Linked DNA regions of Gossypium arboreum: region 1 is linked to region 2. Evidence: chromatin contacts called from public Hi-C data. All regions are on one chromosome and are shown on one strand. The core of a region is the stretch at or near the end of the contact, and the rest is flanking DNA. Distances in the headings are between cores, read along the strand shown. Region 1 holds the start of LOC108473386 (ubiquitin carboxyl-terminal hydrolase 16-like). Region 2 has its middle 40 kb from the start of LOC108475883.

Region 1 (2,700 bases), core at 120-2,619, 220 kb after region 2:
CTTCAATACTGAGCAGAGTCAAAAAGGTGATTAGAGAAAAATGGGTCATTTTTGTCATAAATTTGATTTCCATTTCAGTCTATTTCACAACAATGTCATTTTCCAACAAACTAACCACCAAATTTGCAAATGTATTATGACCCATGTATTACAAAAATGACTTAAATAATAAAATATATCAAATTTTGGTTTTATTTATCATAATTATGAATAACATTATGGAAAACGTAATCCAATTCAGGAAAATCATAACTTCGTACAGATAAAAGTCGCAATAAAATTTGGAATATCAATTAATAGTTTATATTATATAAAATTTAAAATTGCTATATATATATTTTTATATCAATATATTACACTATTTAAAATTACTTTATTTTTATCGTTACACTATTTAAAATTATTGATTTAAAAGTATCATTTTCTTTATAAAATGTAAAGGTAAAAGTAGTTTAAAGAGCAAATTTTTAGATATAATGATTTTTAAGCCTTCAACTTTGTAAAAAAATTATTTTAGTTTTTCATTTAATAATTTTTTCTTTTAAGTCATAAACTTGTATTATTTGTTAAATTAAAATGGATAAAAAAATAACATTCATTAACTTTGTTGATGTGACAGTCCGCATGTAAATTAATTAATTTTTAAAATTAAAAACTATATACTTTTTAATAATTTTAATAACTCTTATATTTTTAATAAATTTTATAATATTTTAAATTTTAAAAATTAATTAATTGATGACATGATATTCGTAGGGTAATCTATATTTATGCCATATCGATAAAATTAACAAAATTAATTTTTCTATTTATTTTAAAATAATTTCACAATTGACATAAATTTTAAAATAAAAATAAATAAAAATAATTTTAAAAAATTAAAGAATCAAATAAATTAACTTTTCACCATTTTATTTGCTATTCAATTAATGTAAACAAAGAAAATTGATCATGAATTAATGATGTGACGGTAGACATGGGAAACATTTTCTAGTCGAAGAAATTCAAATGCGAAGGTTAATTCGGGCATATTCATTAAATAAATTTATAATTTTATTTAAATAAAATAATAATAGTTTAAATAAAGCAATTACTTCTGGAATGGTTTATTTCCAGCGGAGGGAAAACTCAAAGACTGGAAAAGGAATAATTATTATGGTAAGTGAACCATCATCATCAGATTCCGGCCTCCACCAAATCAAAAACAAATCTCTACCGTCCGATTCCTCGTATTACTGTGACCGTCCAAACGCAGTATCCATTACCAAATCAAAAACAACCCCCGCTAATAAATAATGAAAAAGACCGGAAGTTAGCCGGTTCAACCCGTGGCCCCCACCCTGGTTCGAATATTTGATGGCCAAAGAATTCACGCTTCTCGATACCTGAAGACAAAATTCCTTTCCCCCTCGACCATCAATTTTCCCTTTTTAATAACATATTTTAATATTTATTTTGCTAAGTTAATGTCCCTTTTTAATATTATTTTCCTTTTATTTCCCTTTCTCCCTGTAAAAATCTCGATCTAAAAAAGGGAAAAATTTATTGTCTGAAAATCCTCCGAGCTCAACAAGAAGCTTAAACTTTCACCTTTTTGCTAACCCAAGCAAGATCGACATTCTTCTCCCACTGCCACCCCCTTTTAGATTTGTTTATTTTATTTTTATTTTTTATAAAATATAAAATTATTCTATTTTTCGAGATCACGGTGCACTTCAACCGTCTTGTTTCAGTCCACACCAACGGCTACGGTTGCATGTTCGACGGCCGGAGTTTGTTCCATCGCGAAAGCGATCAAGACGGGTACGTCGTTGGAATCTATGTCTAGTGCTGAGATTTGGAGAGTAGGATTTGCCGACTACTTTGGATGCCTATTGGTATTGGCTGCAGGATAAATGCTTTTTATTTGGGATTTAGGGTTTCCGAGCCTGGTGCTCGTGCTCTCCCTGCTCCTTCCTTTGATCGGCTTTTTCGTAAGGCGGAAATGGCAGTTTTCTGTAGCAAGGCAAGCGGAGATAAAGAGGCTCTTGATTTTGGCCTCTGAGGAGGCGGCTAGAGTCGAGCTTGAAGCGACTATTGAATACGGTACGGTTTCTATTTCGCGGAACTATCACCAGTGTGCTGTTTGTTATTGTCCTACTACCACGCGGTGCGCTCGCTGTAAAGGGGTTCGATATTGGTACGTTAGCTTGTTAATTTCGTGTTATTGTTCTAATTTATTTATAATTATTGAGATTTCTTTTTGTTTAGGCGATTTTGTTTCAAATGTATTTGAGATAAATTTGATTCTTTTATCTGACAATACTGTCTTAAAGAGTATGTAATCGAAAAAATATTTGATTAGATAAGTGCTTCAAGTAGCGCAGGGCGAGTGTGGGTCTAGTTTAAATACGCTTTAACATGTGTGAATGTACGGTAGTCGTGTAAGTGTTTATGTAGTGAGCAACGAAGCAATTTAGAAGACTTTGTGAAAATTAATTTTAAACCCAACATCCACAATCTATCATTGATGGGAAGTTTGGAGTTGGTCTTAAATGCTGCAATTTTTTGGTGGATGTTTATGCTGATTTTCTGAAAATGTTTTGGTTTGTAAATTACATGTTTGAGCCTCCTATCTCTAGGTTACAAAGACAGGATATTAGAAAAACAATTCCTCTTGAAAATAACCTTTTCCTTTGTGCCTTTTTTGTCTGCAGTTTA
Region 2 (2,700 bases), core at 38-2,537:
CATTTTCTTGGATTCTCCATTATTTTTTCTTAGCTGCTTCACAACCATCTTATCTTATATCCTTACTGGCTTCACGAATTTCATGATACTTCACTCAGACCCATTTAACATTTTCGTTGATATTCATTTTACGTATGGTTAGATTTAATAACTATACGGTTATACGATATAAATATAATATGAAAAATAATTAAAATTAAAATTAAAAATTCGTACTACGCACGAATAGACGAAAATATAAGAAAATAACATAAAGTATATAATAATCTTTTGTAACTAATATATTTGCCACAAGGAATCTAACTTTTCTTTTCTTTTCTTTCCTTCCATTCTAGAGATAATGTTTATAAATATTCAAAACACGAAGGTTCATGTTCATAAAAATAATTTTTATAATCTTTATTCATTTTATAATTTGAGAATAATCTTAATTAATAATATTTAAAGAAAGTTGTATCATTTTAATAACTTGAAAATTTGAATTCATTCTAAATATTTAAAAAAACCTTTCATTTTTTCTAACCACTTGGTATTTTCTTAGAACTTCAAACAACATATCGTTTGGCCAAAATAACAACACAATAACATAAGGTAAATCAAATACAATATTGTACCTCAAAACATCATGCCTCATTCCTTATTAGTTAAAAACATACAAGGAAATAAACCCAAAAGGGCAAGAAACAGCTGGGAAGGAAAGTTAAATACAATATGGCTTTTTAAGGTTATTATTATAAACAGAACATGATATAGAGTTACATTATTCTGACTCAGATGCGGGTATGGGTATGGGTATGGCTAGGTTTGAAAGATAACATTCCCATATACACAAGTATGGTAAATGAGTAGTTCAACAAAATTGAAGGATTGAGCAACATAGAATATAAGTAATAGCTGATACAAGGACTTTGAATGAAAGCCAATCCGCAGGGAATTTACAATGGAAGAAAATAAAAGTTGTGAGAAAAAGTTAAAAAAAAAAAAAGTGTAATTAGGGGTTGGTAGGATTCAGTCCTCCTAAAATAAAATTTTTTATTTAAAATCCTTTAAAAATTTAATTAATAAAAATTACATTTTGACATCCTAAAATTTATAAAAAAATTAATTTAATTTTTTAAAAACTATAAAAATATAAATTATTAAAATAATAAAATTATATTTTATTATAGTAAAAATTAAATTTGATTTTAACCCTAAAAAAATTCCAGACTTCGTCCCTTACTAAAAGCCCACTCTAGTACAAGCAAATCAGCCACGGACAGAGAAGACTGAAATGTGAAGCCCTATGGCTAAGGATAAACTCGTTTTATCTAACCCAATTAAGTTCACCACTCCTAGATTCGGTTTCCTCCCAATCTGGGCCTCCTATTCTCTTTTATACTCAACTAGTATAAATTCCCCAGCTTCTTTTAGGAAATCTTTTTATATTTTTTTTCTTAATTTTTTTATAAAAGATAACGTTGTTAGCTCTAATAAAAAAATTTCAAACATATATTTTATTGCTTATAGCACAAATACATATATAATTTGTATTACTTTTAGTAAATATTATTTTACTATCCTAATACTTATAATCAATTATATCAATTGATTTAATTTAATTTAATTTAATTTTAAAACAACCTCTTCATAAAAAAATCAAACTTTTTATGATTGTATTAGGCTTTTAAATCAAATTATAGTTATGGTTGTAAGAAAATCTTATATTAGAATTAATATGTCAGTAATAATGATAATGTAATATAATACAGTAGCAGTGTAATACTTCTAACCCGTATCCGTCGTCGGAACAGCGTTTAGGAGTATTACCGGAACATTCAAAACATTTTACAAATAATTCATGTAAGTTACTATTCATTATTCGAGAACATTCAAACGTCCCTTAATTGGGCCTTCAAAGCCCAATACGAGCATTAGAATCGAGTATCGACTTAATCGAGAACTTTAAGAATTTTTTGCGACTTTTCAAAATTTTTCCAAGGTGCAGGGCTCACACGCCCATGTGGTCTAAGGGACACGCCTGTGTGACCCTGGGACACGCCCGTGTTAGAGGCCGTGTTCGACCCTATGTAACTCTCTAACTTGTGCACACGGCCATGTCACACGCCCCTATGCTAGGCCGTGTGGTTAATTAATTCAATTCGAAATTAGGTCCAGGTTTCACATGGCCAATACACATGCCCGTGTTCTAGGCCGTGTGGCACACACGACTGAGACACGCGCCCATGTCTTTGCTCGTGTGCTTAATTCTGAGCATTCTGTTTCTCAAAATTAAGGTGCAGGGGACACACGGCCTAACCATATGCCTATGTTACCAGGCCGTGTGTCACACACGGTCTAGACACACGCCCGTGTGTCAGTCTGTGTGGACAAAATGAAGCCATTTCTAGCTTCGTTTCTAACCCAAAATTTCACCCAAGACCTGCACTTGAAACACACATTCAATACCAACCAATCTAAGCATTCAACTTGAGCAAATCTTATCATTCACAAGGCATATCACTACAAGCATACATGATCACAACCTTACCTTAGTTTAACTTAGGCATTCACAACATTTATCACATATTCTTAACATAACACATGTGTATATATATATCATAATAATCTACCTAGTCATACCAAAATGAACCATTACTAGCCATTCCAGTGGCTAGGTTACAAAATAACATTTCAAGCCACTATTGGCTAAGTTGTCTT

The links. A called contact is a pair of places that touch in the nucleus more often than the background predicts.
Region 1: a contact with region 2 is called in a Hi-C map of leaf, with 4 times the contacts expected there. The contact joins the promoter of LOC108473386 here to the enhancer-like site in region 2. A contact is called at or near these places in 2 of 5 Hi-C or Micro-C datasets (both in leaf).

What each region holds. Positions count from the first base shown.
Region 1 is chr3:119,425,896-119,428,595 of ASM2569848v2, forward strand. LOC108473386 (ubiquitin carboxyl-terminal hydrolase 16-like) reads left to right here and starts at 1,370. Exons shown (of 12, transcript XM_053025828.1): 1 at 1,370-1,803; 2 at 1,891-2,179. The coding sequence starts at 1,896.
Region 2 is chr3:119,208,439-119,211,138 of ASM2569848v2, forward strand. No RefSeq gene overlaps it. Among protein-coding and RNA genes, the nearest start is that of LOC108475883, 40 kb to the left of the region's middle. Within about 2 kb of position 1,288, at least 1 of the 2 cell types and tissues checked has an H3K27ac peak or open chromatin away from gene starts, as enhancers often do. A contact at or near this core is called in leaf, where this site is marked.